Regions from separate parts of the Rattus norvegicus genome. Here region 1 is linked to region 2. The links are chromatin contacts, called in public Hi-C maps. All regions are on one chromosome and are shown on one strand. The core of a region is the stretch at or near the end of the contact, and the rest is flanking DNA. Distances in the headings are between cores, read along the strand shown. Region 1 overlaps Col1a2 (collagen type I alpha 2 chain). Region 2 overlaps Vps50 (VPS50 subunit of EARP/GARPII complex).

Region 1 (3,898 bases), core at 609-3,108, 1.1 Mb after region 2:
AGGGAATAAACAAGGTCAAAAATCAGGCAATTTAATTGGAAAACAGAACCAGAATTTCTTTGGTACCTCTTATCCTTTTGTTAATGTCTTGATTCTTCTAACTAACTGAGTCTCCTTCTCAGCCCAGGTTTTCACCCCAACTCCCTAGAGCCCCAGAGGTCTCCAAGAATGAACCCCTCTAATGTTTTCCCTCCGTAGGCAATACTTAGCACACTGGCTCAATTTCATACTTCCTTCTCTGAGCAACACTCCTTTTCCTACTGCCCCCCCTCTCTCTCCCAGCCAAGAGGTCAATAAACATTCACATATCCTAATGAAAATATCTTATACTCTCCCATATCACCATCAGATAGCCTGCTAGCACTACAGAAAGTACCAACAACCTTAATGCAAAATGCAGGCATTTCATCTAGAAGTATACTGATAAGATGTGTAGACTACTAGAACCTTCAGGATCCTAGTTAACTGCTCCCCTACCTTAAACTGAGTGTTACCTCGTCTGTTTCCATCTTTAGCCCCGTGATAATTTTCCAAGGGGAAAACATCTTGTCTTATCCTAATTCCTAGAGTTGACTTGACTGAGTTTGAACATGTTTGGTTCTTAGGGTATGACTGGCTTCCCTGGTGCTGCTGGACGGACTGGTCCCCCCGGACCCAGTGTGAGTACATCATGCCCCAATATATCTCCATTTATACTCACCAGAAGACCAGGCCTCTGGTAGGAAATTAGGGAAGGAAACATCTATTAAAACAAATTGTCAATATTTGCAAATACTTTCCCAATTTAAAATTATGTTTAATGAATAAGACAAAACCATTACAAATTATATTCAGGGTATCAACTTAAATACTGTGATTTATTCATGCAAATACCAGCACCCTTTGGAATGCACAATCATTTTTCACAAAGAAAAGTGCAACAGGTGCTTTGGTCACGTATCTACTATTTCTCTGCCTAATTACCCTTTATGGCTAATATTCTGTCTCCAGTCTAAAGCCACAATTTAAAGGAATTTAAAGGTAGTGTGGTATCTAACTTAATTCTCATTCAGACCCTCCTGTCAGGACTCAAGAGAATTTAATTATCAAGGATTAAGTATTCCACTCGAGGTTTCAGAGGAAAAAGAAATAGCAAAGATGTTGATTTCTTAGAACCTTTTACACATTCATAACAGAAAAATCTTCGTTCCTTGTAGGCATTTAATTAAACCTAGTCAGGAGCATATGAGCTCCTCAGTTATGAACAGAACACCAGGGTTGGCTTTGCTCAAGAAAAAAATGGGCAGAGTCTGCAAAAATCCAAAGTTTCCTTCAACCAAGACTTAATCAGCAGACTTAAATCTCTTCCTGGTTCTGACTCCAATCCGCTGGGGTACCAAAGATACAAGATGTCTTGCCTTCATCACTAAAGGTTCCCGCTGATTCTCCCTCATCAATAGCTTTATTACGGGCAGGAAAGAGAAGTTTAAAAGTTCCAAAAATGCCTGGGATATTGTTTTACAGAGTGACACTGTTCAAATCCTAGTATCTAGGAGCAGGGCAGCTCCTCTCCAAGTCTGGAACAACCAAGAGAAAACAAATGACCTTATACATTTGATCACAGGGTATTACTGGCCCCCCTGGTCCCCCTGGTGCTGCTGGTAAAGAAGGTATTCGTGGTCCCCGTGGTGACCAAGGTCCAGTTGGCCGAACTGGAGAAATAGGTGCATCTGGTCCCCCTGGATTTGCTGGCGAGAAGGGTCCTTCTGGAGAACCTGGTACCACAGTAAGTGATTTCAAACCCCTTTTCTTCTCAACACTTGGGTAGAGTTAGAACAAAGCCCCTTTACAAACCCTCAAGCGTTCTGTATCTATTAGTGAGTAATGCAGGCTCTCGAGTTGAGCTCGACTGAGCCAGGGAATCTGCAGCACACAATAAGGTGCTGTGGTAGAGGCAGATGCACAGAAAGCACATGATAAGAATGACGGAGGTGAGGGACTGCAGCTTCTCTGTCACAGCCCTTTCTGCTCTCAGAGGGATCTAAGAATTAGCACAGAACCCTACTGCTGTGGCCAGCCTTCTGTAAATTAATCACGCTTCATACGCTGCTGACTCCTTAAACATTCCTGGTTCAGAATTACTGCAATTCCCGCCAAGTGCCCATATTAGACCTTCGAAGTCGAGATCAAAATTTTCTTCCCTGCGTAGAGTCTATGAAGATTAAATCCACACGCCCAATGGCTGTATTAATCTCAATGACACATATACATACCAAAATGTAAATTTGCTGTCATTCTCGGGGGAGGGGGTGGGAAAGACATTCAAGAATGTGTCCCACCAATTATAAGTCACTGGCCTGTTCCTAAACCCAAGACTCCTTGTCTTCATAGTCCTTGAGCTAGTCTGTATTATGAAATAGGGTCTTACCAGTAATAATCAGTATTTTTTCCTCTCATCTAGGGACCCCCTGGCACTGCAGGTCCTCAGGGTCTTCTTGGTGCTCCCGGTATTCTGGGTCTCCCTGGCTCTCGAGGTGAACGTGGCCTGCCAGGTATTGCTGGTGCTCTGGTGAGTTTGACGCCATTCTGATTCTCATTAACATAATAAAAGATTTTAAAAGCTGCCACTTCAGATGTGACAGATTGATCGCTGAATAACTCCACTTAAGTTTTTTTTTTTTTATTCATGGCATTTTCTTTATACAGATTACCTGTCACCTATCCAGGAAGCTTTAATACTACCTTACTTAGACACATACTGTAAAGGCACAGCTTCACATTATGCAGAATGATTTTTGTTCTTTCTACACGCTTAAGAATGATATAAGCTCTAATTGCATTTACTTCTCTGTGATGTGAAATCCTGGCATCATTTATCCCACAAGAAGAATGGGGCCGTTCACAGGAAGTTCATGAATCATTTCATTTAACCCTATACGTGACAGCAGCTTGAAGCCACCTTTATCCAGAAACGTATCGACTTTATGAATTAATTTTATTTGGGGTACATTAGATGCCGTCAGACCCTACTCCTATCCCCATACATAGTTACATCCACATGATGGATCCTCTAAGTGTAGGGAAGACAGAGGGAGGTTGACAGTGATGGTGATTCCTGCCATGTTGTGACCCATCTACATTCGACTTAGCTGCTCTCTTTCAACTAGAATTTTCTGGAGTTGTTTTTGGCATGTGTGGTCAGCATTCTATCTTGGGATAGTAATGTCATCTTATCTTCTCTGCCACTCTAGGGTGAACCTGGTCCTCTGGGCATTGCAGGCCCTCCTGGGGCCCGTGGTCCCCCTGGTGCTGTGGGCAGTCCTGGAGTTAATGGTGCCCCTGGTGAAGCCGGTCGTGATGTGAGTACTTGGCTCGTAAAATCAAACCAAGCAGGATCTCATTCTGTGTCAACTTCTAGTGTTGAACTGAGGTTCCATGCCCCGAGCTTCTAAACTAGATAATCTACTTCTCCATATAATGATCTTTCTTTGCAGTAAAACTATGAGAATTGCTTGGATTTGAAAATGGTCTTTAACTGAAAGACTGCAAATTGGGGCTTCAATATTTAATTTCTAAAAAAAAAAATCAAATTAGAAAGTTATTGCTCTCCCCCTTCTTTTAACTGTCTGAACACTGGGAATAATGAGGGCAGAGTAGCAGAGGCAGCGAGGCCAATGAATCACCAAGGCATCTTAATTTGCTTGATATTCTCTCATAGGGTAACCCTGGCAGTGATGGTCCCCCAGGTCGTGATGGTCAACCCGGACACAAGGTCAGGACACCTTTTCATCTTTCTCTAATTTAAGAGTGATCAAAATACCGACAGATTAATGCTAAGTTTCACTTTTGCCTCTGGTAGGGAGAGCGTGGTTACCCTGGCAACATTGGTCCCACTGGTGCTGCAGGTGCTCCTGGTCCT
Region 2 (3,831 bases), core at 792-3,291:
TTATTAATTACTTAATTTTTCCACAAAGTGATTAAAATGCTTTTATTACCTAATCTTATTTCAAGTATGGATTAAAATAGTCATACTTTAACAGCCTCGCAGGAGTGTTTGTTCATAAATCATTTACTTGTAGCCTTCTTTCAAATTGTAATGTAACCAGTACGCCACTAGATGGCACTGAAGACCTGATGAAAACAGGGAAGGCCTTTATAGCCTGCTTTACTTAAAAGTACAGAAACAACCCAAGGAAGCCACTACATTTCATAGATTATTATTGTTGTTCTCCTGGGAATATAAGAACTGTACCATTTCTCCACGTAATCAGACATATGGCAGTTCATTATAATCTTATGTGGTACATGGTTTAGGATAGCCGAGATCTGAAAATAGGTTTGAAATTGTTTCATTTGGAAGCAGATCAGCCCTATATCTATCTGTTCAGTGATTTATGACTTTAATAATAATGATCAAATATTGAAAACCATATTTTTTTCTGTTCATTGTATATGGATTTGGTGACTAAGTTTATTAATTTTTTTGCTTTCACTTAGGGCTCTAACAGGATATTAGCTTTATGAGACTGCAGCATTGTGACTGTCGGTTCTACCTTGCCGTCTGGACTGAGGAAGGGATGCCAACACTTAAAACACAGACAAACAGACAGGAAATGCGTGCTTAGAGCTACAACATTTCTCCTTATCATCCTTCCAACACTCAGTCAGTCAGTCAGTCTGTCTGTCTCTGTCTCTGTCTCTCCCAGCATTCTGCCATCTAGGTAGAAAAGCAAGCATTTGTAAACTATGATCTAATATGGAAAGGGAAGTCGGGGTTCCAGTATTTAGTATATTAATTTTCTGCAGAGCTTTGATCATGACCTATGAACTGAGGAATTTATGTCAATTTACGTTATATAATTAGTTTGAATAAAGACCTAAAATTGATCGTTATGTATTCAAGGTGTTGTTTCTTTAATGTGAGGAAGCAGTTATAACTAGTTACTTCTGGATTAAGTGTTTGGCTCAGAGAGTATGGGGTTTTGGGTAGTTGGAAGGTAGTACTTAAATGCAAAACTTGGAGGCTTCTTTTCCTTTACCACGGATAAATTCCCTAAGAAATGACCCCGAGGTATGGAATTGTTTTTTAAAGTGATCATTTAGTTCCTCAGAAACCGAAAATATCTTGGAATGTTTTCCTCACAATCTTCATTTGAGGGCTTGCTTTGTTTTATGGGTTTGAATCCCCATAAAACCTTTTGTTTTTATGTTTAGATAAGAAGTAACCCAGCCTATGCAGAAATAATGACTGAAATATGTTACGAATCTTTTTCTTCATTTCTCATAAACTTGTGTTCGCAGTGTACGTTTTATGTTGTTTGTTCAGGTAGCTTTATCTACCTCCGAGATAATCGAATGGAGGAGCAGCTAGGTGGTAATGTATTCAACCTGCGTGCGACGGCAAACAGCCGCCACACACCAGGAGCGCTTCCCTGCCAGGCTGCTCAGATAATCCAGCCTGCTGTATTCTGTTAATAAAATATTGAACATTGATGCTTACTTTTGATACAGTGTCTGCCACAATGGCATATGTTATTTACTTTAATTAAAGGAAAACATACTTCTAGCGCATATACATGTATGTCCATACATTTGCGTGGTTTTAAAAGTCCCAATTTGTTTTCTTGCATCCTACTGCTTCCTAGTGAGCATGCATGGTACCTTTTTTTTTTTTTTTTTCCAAATCAAGGATCCTACAGGATTCATAATTGCATTTTGTTCTGGTCCTCGCTTTAAACTTGAATTTTTATGTGCTCTTCTGTCTTCCGAATGCCTCTCTTTTCCCTGAGGTTCGGAGCACTTGTACATTGGTCTTTTGTCTCCTTTCTTCCCTCTGCTCTGCTGGCCTTGCTGTTTAATTGTTCATCGAGCCTCTTTAGTCACTGCTTGCGGGCAAAGCCGAATTTTACTCACCACTGGCTGTGCCGTGGAGGAGAGTTTTCCATGTAGAGAATGAAATCAGCGTTTGTTACATGTAGCTCCAGTGGCTGACCGAGGGACGCTAACGGAGCCTGTGCAGCAGGCTAGCAAGCTCCTGATGGCACTGTGGGCTGATGTGTTCCTTTGCTTTCTCTGCTTTTGTTTCTTTCATGTGCTGTCAAATCCATGACTGTAATTGTTTCTTCCCAGCTTTAATTATGAGATGCATTGATGTACATTTTCTGTATTTTACTGATCGACAGTTAGGTTTTGTTGCATTTTATAGCCTTGACTTGTTGACAAATTAGTTTTGGATTTCACATTTTAAAGAGCATTCACACTACACTAATCTTCATACTCATTTAATTATCCTCTATAAATCGTAAGCCTCACTATAAAATAAACCATTATACTTCATTAATAATATAACAGTTAGCAAGACTGAACTATTTAATTCTAACTTACCTGAACTATCTCATTAATGTAACCTCCGTTTTCTTAACGTATTTTAATATGCAATAAAGAATTTTATATGGATTTAGTTTTTTCTGTTTGCCTTAAAATTTTTTGTAGGGAGTCTTTGGTTCATTTTTTATATAAAATATCTCATACTTACAAATTACCCTGTTGATTCTGTTTTAGATACAGAATTGCATATTTTTGTACATCCCTCATGCTAGGAAGTGAGTTTTTAACTCTAGCAAAATTACGCAGCAGCTATATTAAAAATGCAGTGTAGCTGCTTGTGTTTATTTTTTCTCATTTGCATACATAAAATACTTTTAAGTCATCTGATATTTTTGTTGTTTCTCATTAATAGAAGCATTATGAGTTTATGGACCTTGTTGCTTACCAAACTGCTTTTGTTTCGTGTTCTTTCTGAATATCATTCACTGTGGCATTACAAATTGACCTGTTAATTATTCCTGGAGCGCTTTGGCACTGCAGGGCATCACGATGCATCTGCAGCGTGGGCTGTGACTGGGCAGGCAGCCTAGCACCAGGGAAGCGTGCAGGGAGTGATGAAGTGGAGGCAGAGCCTGTCGGGCTGCAGCGCAGCGACTGCACCTCGGATGAGCGCAGATGTGCACTTCATAGAGAAGTCACTAGATAGGCGGAAAGGAGGGCTGTTTTATCGGGTCACAGTGATGTATCAGGGTATCTGGTTTGGGTAGAGTATTAATAGGAGAAAGACCACTGACCCAAATCATCAAGGCCAAACTAATTAAAGCAAGCAATTAATTAAAGCAAGCTTTTTAATTTGTGTACACAAGCTGCCTCCCCCTGAGGTAGGGCTTGAGAGGTCAGCCTTGGATGTGAGGAGGACAAGCAGGTTTTTTGTTTGTTTGTTTTGTTTTTCATTTTAATAAGCTCAGGGTTTCTAAATAAGGGATTTGGTGGACAGAATAGGTGGGTTATAGGAGCAGAACATAAACCTAACAAGTTAGCCATAAGCGCCTAAGTTTACAAGGTGGTGGTAACAACAGGAAGTCATAGCAGGGTAACCATAACAACCCTTTTGAAACAAAGTTAGAGTTGCAAGATGGTTATTAGCTTTTGAAAGGAAGATGTGAGGGCCCTTCCTGGAACCCGCAGTAGGCAGCCATTTGCAGTTAATGTGGCAGGGAGGGTAGACCCATCCTTGAGAATCAGGCTTCATCATAAGCAGGAATGCACTTAGCTTTTCCTTGCTGTAAGATAGCTGTTCAGAGATTGAGGCATGCTGGCTGTTCGGAGTGCTCCACTGTACTGTGTCTTTCCCTGCCGTGCTCCATTTTATCCCCGCCTGTCATTTAGGATTGTGGTGTTAGAGTGTGAAGTTCTCCATGTTGGTTCTTTGTGCTCTCTGATGTTGACT

What was found. Hi-C and Micro-C count contacts between places; a contact is called where the count stands out from the background.
Region 1: a Hi-C map of Schwann cells shows a contact between it and region 2, with 17 times the contacts expected there. The contact joins two enhancer-like sites. A contact is called at or near these places in 4 of 12 Hi-C or Micro-C datasets (Schwann cells, frontal cortex, kidney and 1 more).

What each region holds. Positions count from the first base shown.
Region 1 is chr4:33,544,368-33,548,265 of GRCr8, forward strand. Col1a2 (collagen type I alpha 2 chain) reads left to right here. Exons shown (of 52, transcript NM_053356.2): 39 at 606-659; 40 at 1,604-1,765; 41 at 2,441-2,548; 42 at 3,231-3,338; 43 at 3,698-3,751; 44 at 3,839-3,898. Among named protein-coding and RNA genes, the nearest start is that of Col1a2, 28 kb to the left of the region's middle. Within about 2 kb of position 1,859, at least 4 of the 93 cell types and tissues checked have an H3K27ac peak or open chromatin away from gene starts, as enhancers often do. A contact at or near this core is called in Schwann cells, where this site is marked.
Region 2 is chr4:32,450,045-32,453,875 of GRCr8, forward strand. All of the region lies in intron 2 of Vps50 (VPS50 subunit of EARP/GARPII complex), which reads left to right. Among named protein-coding and RNA genes, the nearest start is that of Vps50, 13 kb to the left of the region's middle. Within about 2 kb of position 2,042, at least 42 of the 93 cell types and tissues checked have an H3K27ac peak or open chromatin away from gene starts, as enhancers often do. A contact at or near this core is called in Schwann cells, where this site is marked.